3 separate regions of the Anser cygnoides genome follow, and regions 1 and 3 are each linked to region 2. The links are chromatin contacts, called in public Hi-C maps. All regions are on one chromosome and are shown on one strand. Each heading gives the region's core, a stretch centred on a gene start, on an enhancer-like site or on the middle of the called end of the contact. The rest is flanking DNA. Distances are from core to core; before and after follow the strand shown. Region 1 has its middle 7.2 kb from the start of ZNF704. Region 2 holds the start of MRPL53 (mitochondrial ribosomal protein L53). Region 3 holds the start of SNX16 (sorting nexin 16).

Region 1 (3,089 bases), core at 48-2,547, 170 kb before region 2:
ATTTCTGGCTTGCATTACCACGCTGACATTAACCCCAAAGGCTCTTTAAGTAAATTCTATAGTAATTAGAAGTTAAGGGAAACACCAGCTAGCCAGATAACTTGGGGATCACCCAAACCACGAAGATTTTCTGAATTTATTAACTGAAAGCCAGGACACCAGTTTGAGGGTTGGAGCCATGCTCCACGGTGTACGTGTTCCCAATTCGTAGTGGGTACACAGGGCTCATCAAGACCCGTGTTTGCTGTGTTTTTCAGGGAAGTTCCCTGATGGAGGTTTCTCTGGAGGTGCTCCTGGGGAGTCTTCCGAAAACCTGACAGCTTGGACGGCCCGTTTTCCCCTAACTAAAACCAAACCGAAACTAACCCTGGAAAAGCCACCTCTGAGTCGCTTCTTTCCTCCTCCCCCGCCCCCTTTTGGAAACAAGCCGCCCCATTCCCCTAGGGAAATCCGCCTGACCTCTTCCTGCCTCTCCCTCCCTGCTCTCCTCCAGGAAAATAAAATAAATAAATAAAGCCACCAAACACCCCGGAGCTGGACAGGCACAACGCCGTCTCGCTCGGCACCAGACCTCTCCCCGCCTTTCTCCGTCACACACCCGGAGACGAGCTGAGGCGGGCAGCGGCGCCACCGGTCTCCACAGGCTCTCCGCGCCCACCGGCCCCTCGCTCCAATGCCCCCGGCTGCGCGAGGGCCCGACCGGCTCCGTCGGTCCCGTCCCCGTGCTCCCGGCCGCCATCCCGCTCGGCTTTTCCCTCGGCTTCCTCCTCCCGCCCGCCGCCGCCATGCGCGGCCCCCTCAGCCAGCTCCGCCATTCCCGCCCGCCGCGCGCGCGGCCCGTTGGCGGCCGTTGCGCGGCAACGCGTGAGGGGCGGAGGGGGGGAAAATGGCGGCCGGCCGGCGCCCCTGGCGCTGAGGGGAGCCCCCGTCAATAAGCCCCCCGCTTGAAATAAGCGGTTTTATAACTCGTAAATAAACGTCTCAAAGCCCCCGTTAGCAAATTAGTATTGCGTAAGACTTTCAGCTCCCTTTTAAAAAAAAAATCCAAGTAGAGCGTTTGTAACCTTCGTCTGTGGTGAAAATAAATAAGATTTGGAAACTTGAAATAAGTAAACAGTCGGCAATCGGCAAATGCATGCAAAGACCAAAACTTTGCTCAGTCGCATCTCATCGTTTTCAAGCTAAAATTTGACCAACTGGAAACCGCAGTTTATGAGCTGAGTTAGATCGGGACAGTTTGTACTCCCTCAGTTACATATTTTACAGACGTAATACCAATGTAAGCGTGTAACATTAAACAGGCTGTGGGTTTGGGGCAGAATACACTTCCTGAGCTCGCAGTGCAGTCAAGGCTGTGACTTGCAGCTGCGGCGAGCTCAGTTCCTAAACTGCAGCAGCCCTCCCCAGGAAACAGCGAACATTTTTACATTTCACGTCCTAAATCTCATTTATTGCTCTGCCTGGTGGCTGGGGCTTTGCTTTCGTTTTGAGAGGGAAGATCTGTTAAAATGAAAAAAAAATAATAATAATAATTTTGAAGTATTTTAAGTATTTTCTTGTGATTGCTTTTTCAAGAGTAATGTTCTGGCTGGAATTATTATCTTTTAATTATTTTTTGTTGTTGTTTACAATTGGCTGAATTTTGTTTAGAGCCACCAGAGTGATTCTCTTTTGCTGGCTCCCTTTGGTAGCGGTGTGTTATATCTTAATCAGCGATTTGTGTGAGCAAGAAGGAAACCTTGCGGGTACAGAAAGTGTTATTAGATACAAAGGGTTCTTTTTCGGTTGTGTACAGAACAAACTTATTTGTGTATAAACATTTTTTTATATATTTTTTTTAGAATATGAATGAGCTGCTACTCCAGGCTTTGTTGTGGGAGGAACAGAGCAGCGGGGTGGGAGGTCGGGGCGGAAGGAAGAGGAGAGCCCAGGGAGAAGCCACCCGAGTAACCCTGGAGGCTTCCCTCCTCTTGGTGTTAAAGCTGCTTGGTCAGAACGTGCTAACACAATGCAAGGCTGGTGTAGATGGCAAGATAATGAGTTTTACTTGAGCTACAATTTATTGAAGCATCTACTGCCTTGGCTGAGTTAGTCATTTGGAACGTGTTACTTAGATAAACAGTCTCAAAGCAGAAAACAAAGGCAGAGCGAAGCGGCTCAATAAAGCAACATAGAGAAGGAGCAACACAAAATAGCAGAGGACAGCTGTAGGCACAGAGGAAGGACAGCGAAAGAGGAGTGAGGGGCTGGCGGGGTCAAGTAGTAGGAATGAAGGAGCAGCCCCAGGGCATGGAATGAAAGCAGAGATGATGAAACCGATAATTTTGTTTCTGATATTTATTTCTTCATATAACTTTCCTTCGAACACAACTCTTTTTCACAGGGAGTTTACTGGGATAAAGGAGAAGTAGGTGATCAAATGAACATTACACACCTCTAAAAGCGGCTTGTGATAATTACCCATGACACATGTAAGTGTCCTGAAGATGTCTGATGCAGCTTCTGATAACAACTTGGATCACTTTCTTTCTGTGTCTCTATGTCTGTGGTCACGTTGCCCCTTCTGCCTTCAGAAGTTCAGTTGGCTGCAAACCCAGACTTAAAAGACGTGGGACCTAGATTACCTCTTTCTTACAGGAGCAGGAAGTTCATCTTGCAGAACAACTGGCTCTATTTTTAAAGAAGAATTAACCTCTTCTACCACAAAGCATTAGGTGAGCAGCCTGTCACACGAACCATTATTTGAGTATTTTAAGTTTAATAACTAAAGTGTAGCACAGTTATTTCAAAAAGATTAGTTAACCAACACCATCTATCCCTACTAGTTATCTGCAACTAGATTACAGAGAATGATACTCCGTTTGCACATGCATTTTGCAAACTTACTCCTCTGTTGTATTCTTTATTTTGCAAATTGCAGACATTGAGATGAAGGGTCTATAATTTCCTAGCTTGCCTTTCTCTTGGAACACTGGTGCTGCACTGGCACGCATCCACTTTGCTGTAACTTCATTTGAATACAGCAAATTCTTTATTATGATTAACAAAGGGTTGCTCTCTGGTCTGCTTTGAATCTCAGTCTGCTCATG
Region 2 (3,155 bases), core at 336-2,835:
TACTTTTAACTCCTAAGTATAAAGTATTCCATTTACCTGGTCCTGGATCTGTTCCTTTATATCTTACTCAGGAAAAGTTTCTATTAACATCAGACATATATTGGTTATAGAGGATTCTTTCAAAACACATTTCAAAGAAATGTATTGTTTTCCCATAATGGAAAGACTACGATTAAAAATGAGAAAGACAGAGAATAAAAACATTAAAACTATATTGACTCCTCTGAGTTTAGTTTTACTATTTAATTTCTATTGGCTAAGTCTCAGTGAAGAGAATGATTTTTCTTAATAACTGTGTAATTTAAAAAGAGCACAGGGGACTTCCAATAAACAAAGATAAGCTTCTAAGAATAGGTTACCCTTTACAAAGGATGCTAGATATTCAATGCATTTCCTGTAGATTGGAAACATAGGTCTGTATTGAATATTAAAATAAAAATTCACAACGTGTTCAAATGCCATTACTACTAGGTTTATTCCACCCTATCCCTAATCCTTAATAAGATCTCAATAGCATTGAGCAGAACAAAGTAATGAGACCATTGCAACAATTTATCAAGGAGGTTTCTGCCATCTAGTGGAAAATATACAGCTTACACCAACCACACGAATATTTAAAACCTTTGTTTAAAGATTGAGTATCTAACCTATCAGAAAAAAATGTATTCACTTCCAATACAACAAGCATCCCTTCTGGTTGATATATTCCAAAATATTTCCTCTAATTTATCCTTGGTCATATTGCCTACACGTTATATTTATCCTCATTGATATCCTCATTTACTCAATCATATTGAATAAACTACAGTACTTGTGAATGACATTAAAATCTGTCACTTAATAGGGATAGAAGTAAAATTAAAATAAATAAATAAATACAGACTTCCCAAGCAACCTTAATTCTTAAGTTTATGGATAAAATACGATAGCTTCCCCATAAGTTTTATTCCATAACCTCTGCTTATGGTATGCAATTTTAGTGGTACTGGCGCCCTGAGCAGATCCTTTATGTCAATTTTACGTTAAAAGCTTGCCTTTTTTCTCTAACTTTATCTACTGGACTAACAAAAATATTACCTCTTTCCATATACTTTTTTCCCCTCTTTTTAGTATCATTGGAGGATCACAGTTACGCCTATAATATATTAAGAGAACTACTCCAATTAAGAAGTTCCTAACATGGAACATCATCAGAACAAGTGCAAAACATAATCAAGGTGTTATGCCTAAGCGTTAGGGCAGACAGGTGCTGTTGGCACATCTAAAATCAAACACTATTTAGGAGCAGGTCAGTACAAAGCCTTGAGGCAATAGTGACTGCAATGGTTTCTGCTCGAGCAGACCTTCACACCCGAGGAGGTGTTTATGCTGTTTAGGTTTGGGTACTTAAATCCATGCCTAAACAGGCATTTAGGGCACTACACAGTCGAAGGAAGAGTCGGTTGGCCTCTCTCCTTTAACTATACACAAGCACAGCTTGGAGCGCCCCAGATCATTAAATTAGGCTTGTAGGGACACCCGAGTAGGAAGCCGCCTCAGAGCCGCCCCGCGGACTACATTTCCCAGGCGGCTCTGGGGCAGACGGCCCGCCCGCCCACTGCTCGCCTCTGCGAGGGGGCTGCTGGGAGTTGTAGTAGAGGGGCAGCGAGAAGATGGCGGGCAGGATCAACGTAGTGCTGCGGCCGGTGAAGAGCATCGTGGTCCGCTTCTGCCCCTTCGAGTCCAACGTGGAGAGCACCAGGTGAGGGGTTCCGGGGGGCTGCAGCGGCCCCGGCCCCCCGGCAGCGTTGGTGTGCCCTGGGCCTCGGGCCTGCGCCCGGCGGGGCGGCCTGGGCCTGCGCTGAGGAGCTGGGGGGCGGGGGGGGGCACGGTGACCTTGGGGTTATTTCAATTAACCCCAAGTTAATTTAAATAACTTATTATTAACCCAGCTGGGAGAAATGCACTGAAGTTTTGCAAAGTTCCTTCTACGTGTTAGTATATACGGAACATCCATCTGGATTTTTACAAGTGATTACCTCATAAAAAGTACGTCTGAAACTATCAAATACAAATTCCATTATGTTTATACTTTTGTCACCCCGCCATGTCAAGCTGTTCAAATCAGCTTTTGAAATATCTTCCATATGTTTACTGTAATTTCTACCGACCGTGTACTCAATATATCTTTAAATACATTTTCAGAAAATTTCTTGAATGTATAAGCCGTAAAAAAGTACAAGCCACTAACAGGAACTGCGAAGTGACTGCAGATGTGAGACACGACGGGTCTGAACCACTTGTAGATGTTATGTTTGGTAAGAAATTCTTTTTTAATCTTTACAAAAAAAACCTTCCAAGTTTGTGTTTTTACAGCGTTTTCGTCTCCTTTACAATACTTTTTGCTGTGGTTACTTTTTTTGGTTCTGGTCCACACCTAAACGTTGTGCAGCAGGAGAAAAAAAGGAAGAGGTAGTCACTGACAGTTTGATATATATAGAAACATGTATGTTTGTCTTTGCACTAGTTAGATCTGGTGGGGTTGAGTCTGCTTTTGCAGTAACGTACTTGTGGGACCACACAATCAAACAGAGTTCCCGGGAAGGAAGTGTAGCGTTGTTTTGATGTAAGAATCTGTTCACTTTGTAAATTTTTGTTATCTGTGGTGGAGGTATCTTGGTCTTGAGAACAGAGAAGTTTAATACTTTCAGCTGCTTATACAATTGAGTAACTTGTTATGTAGCTTGAAGGAACTGCTCGTATAGGACCATACGTGTGCAGGTGGCCTTGCAAAATGAGGTCAACTGGAGTACAATGAATTTCTCAGTTTGCTTTGAGAGTACAGTGAGGAGGAAGGGATGATGGTGGAAATTTCCTCAGTTCTGGAAGCAGCCCAGATTCAAGGCTATGAACAGATGGCTGTAATCTGCTTTTGTCCTTTTCTCTGGCTGCATCTTCTCTCCTACTGTGCTGTAATGGCCCAATATGGCATGTAGCCCATTAAAGTTTTCATTATTATTTTTTCCTGTTACCCACTTTTCTTTAAGCTTTTATATATTTAGTGAATCACAAGAAATGCCAAAAGTGCTGAATGTACTTAACTTTGCTGAGGAAAGCCAAATTATTTTAGTGTTGACAATGGTTGTTTCTCCCTCCCCCATGCCTCTGCCTTTCAC
Region 3 (3,108 bases), core at 55-2,554, 210 kb after region 2:
CAGGTCTTAAGTTCTTCTATGTATATAGAGGCTTACTGCCAATTCACGTCACAGAAGAAACAGAAAGCAATTTAATGAGATACTTTAGGACAAGTCACAGTGCTCCTTGCTCACATCATTGCAACAAGGAATGAAGATTTAGGTGGGCACTATTCAAGCTTCACAGCAGCCTGGGCTCACACCGCTGGGTTAAACCAGAGGAACGATCGCACCCCACCAACTTTCCAAATAAACAGATCACTCGTGACACCTATAATATAAACCAGCTGTCGCGCTCTCTTTCTTGTCTAAGTACTTAACTACCTTACTCGTTAATAAGAAATTTGCTCCCTGTTCAGAACCCGTGTTTGGTTCAGTCTGATCCCCAACTGCAAATTAAGAATGAAATAAAAAGGTGACAACATTTGCTGGACTTGACTGCTAAGCGTGAAACAGGATAGGACGGAGTCCCAGGAGCCCTGCCGTCACATGCCACAGGACGGCCTGACAGCAACGTACCCTGCTGGGTGTTTACAGCGCTCGCCTCCCTTTTTGTAGGTGAGGCGAGAAGGCTACAACAAAACCACTTAAAAGGCTTTGCCTCCAATTTGAAGCTGTTGCAATTCCAACCCCTTTTAAAAGCTAATGGCTTTTAGGCTCAGGGAGAAACACGTAGGCCATCCAATTCAAGGATAACAGATCATAAAACAGAACAAGCCTTATTTAAGGCTTGTAATGGGATTTAGAAGAGTTTCGGCTACGCGATACCACTCAGTTACAGTCAGCAGGTCTCTGCCTGGGCGACCAAGCCCGGGTGACCCGTTTTTAGGATTTAAGCACTACGGCACACTGGTTCCTTAAGAACTACAGCAAAAAATTAAAGAAACTTCTTGCTGTGTTCGCTTTTACAACTCCAAAACAGACCAACCAACCAACCAACCACCCCACGACGACTCGGTGCCGGCTCGGCTCACCTACGGCCCCCACCTCCCCCCTCACAACCCCTCACGGGGACCCAGGCCGCCCCCCCCCCCCCACGCCCCAAACTAACCGCCGCGGGCCCCCAACCGCCTCAGCGCCGCCGTACCCCCGCTGCCGGCCGCCCCCCGCCCCGCTCACCCGCTCGCCTCCCGCCGCCGCCGCCCCGCTCGGCTCGGCTCGGCCCGGCCCCGCCCCGCCCCGCCCCGGGTGCCGGGGAGGCGGGCTCGCGGCTCGGTACCTGAGCTTAGGAGGAGGAAGAAGGCGCGGGGCGGCGCGCGGACTACAAGTCCCGTCATGCCCCGCCAAGGCAGCGCCGGGCGGCTCACGGCGGCGGCTTGCCGCGCGGCATTTCGGGAGCTGTAGGCGGCGCGTGGCGTGGTGGGGATTGTAGTTCCAGAGGGAAGGGGCGGAACGTGGGGGGTCCTGCGGGCCTTGTGCGCGGCCGTCACCGCAGCGCTGCCCCGAGGGTGGGCAGGGGGCTGCGGGACCCCGGCAGGGCGAGCCTGGCCCTGGGTGGGACGAGGCGGGCTGTGAGTCCCTGCTGCGCAACCCCTGTGCTCTGCAAGTGGCGTGGTTTTACCGTCATGTCGCTTTAACGTCATATAACTTTAACGCCGTGGCGCGCCACAGCGCTGCAGGTCACTGCTATGTCGCGATAGATTTTGGCGTGACTGCTTAACAGCTGTGGTAGTGGCGTTCCATGTTAAATTTCACGGATAAAGGCGACGAGTGTGTTCTCCGCAGGAGGAAATCATTATTTTTCTTGAAAATGTGGGAAATAAACCAGCCTTGCAGTATCTCAGTGACTTGTGTACGTAACGAGGAGTGTGATATTGTGGAGAAAGTGAAAGCAGCACAATCTGTGTCCAAAAGTGCATTATCTTCATACACCTTATATTTATACACCAGACATTTACACACCATACAGATACAATACACACAATTTCTGAGAAAGTTCCTCCATTGAGTTTCCATCCTGAGGCTGCCACGTGTCTATTTTTCTGGAATTGCCTTTATTTTTATTCCCCTACACCCTGCCCTTCAGTCCTTTATCTGGAAGGTATTTGAGGACTTTGGATATTTGGGATTTCTGTGTGTCAGCAGCTTGCTAGCACAGTAGCAGTGACTGCTGTCAGACCTCACCATGCTCACAGCTGTGGGCGCTGTTAGATGCTGGAACAAAAAATATTCCCCCTCGTGTTTGAACCCAGCACAGTTGATCTGATTGCTTATAACATGCCTGGTACCTTAAAACCTGGCCAGTGAGATGATCCGATCTGTGATCGCAAACAGTAGCGTAGTCCTGTTGCATTACCCCTTCAATATATACTAGTCTGGGAGCTAGTGTCACCACTGGAGTGTAATGCTTCTTCTGCTGGGATTATATTCCTAAAGTCAAAGGAAATTGTGTTTTTATTTTTTATTTTATTTTATTTTATTTTATTTTATTTTATTTTATTTTATTTTATTTTATTTTATTTTATTTTATTTTATTTTATTTTATTGTGTGTGTCATTGTTTAAATAGCACATCAGACTGGAATTTATTTTGAATTTATTTTTTTAATTGATGTTGTTCTTTTCAACTAACTTCCTCAGATTTGGCAGGGTAGCTTGCATTCATCATGAATAGAATTAATAGAGTTGAAATGCATTTGTCAAAGACTGGTACAGAAGCCATGGCACAGGGAACATTTTTGGATCTAATTATCTGTTTAAATTCCCAAGTCTGTTTCAAATATGTAGTACTCAACAGGGGTAATATACTGAATTTTTGAAATGCGTTATATAATGTCTGAGGAGATTTAATCAATTGCATTCTGAAAATCACACTGCTGAACATGGTATGCTCAACATTTCACTTTGTCTCAGTCAAGATACAAATGTCCTCTAGCATATAGAGTTGGAAGAGAAAAACTGCTAGAAACCAGAGAATTTGAACTTCTATTTGGTCAGAACATTTTTTTTCTATAGTAGTTAATCACATCTGAACCATTATCATAGTTTAGTTTTTATTTTTTTTCTGTAAATATTTTAAAGTTTGCTACCTGTTGCAAGCTACGTAAAAATAAATAAATAAATAAATAAATAAATAAATCCATCTCTATCAACATTTGATAGTTATGCATCTTTTTCAGTCTGTTAGACA

Evidence for each region. A called contact is a pair of places that touch in the nucleus more often than the background predicts.
Region 1: a contact with region 2 is called in a Hi-C map of liver, with 1.7 times the contacts expected there. The contact joins the enhancer-like site here to the promoter of MRPL53 in region 2. A contact is called at or near these places in 2 of 7 Hi-C or Micro-C datasets (both in liver).
Region 3: a Hi-C map of liver shows a contact between it and region 2, with 1.8 times the contacts expected there. The contact joins the promoter of SNX16 here to the promoter of MRPL53 in region 2. A contact is called at or near these places in 2 of 7 Hi-C or Micro-C datasets (both in liver).

The regions. Positions count from the first base shown.
Region 1 is chr2:133,550,679-133,553,767 of Taihu_goose_T2T_genome, forward strand. No RefSeq gene overlaps it. Among named protein-coding and RNA genes, the nearest start is that of ZNF704, 7.2 kb to the left of the region's middle. Within about 2 kb of position 1,298, at least 3 of the 3 cell types and tissues checked have open chromatin away from gene starts, as enhancers often do. A contact at or near this core is called in liver, where this site is marked.
Region 2 is chr2:133,724,273-133,727,427 of Taihu_goose_T2T_genome, forward strand. MRPL53 (mitochondrial ribosomal protein L53) reads left to right here and starts at 1,586. Exons shown (of 3, transcript XM_013172413.3): 1 at 1,586-1,741; 2 at 2,185-2,297. The coding sequence starts at 1,653.
Region 3 is chr2:133,932,658-133,935,765 of Taihu_goose_T2T_genome, forward strand. It overlaps SNX16 (sorting nexin 16), which reads right to left and starts at 1,305. Exons shown (of 8, transcript XM_048068372.2): 1 at 1,199-1,305.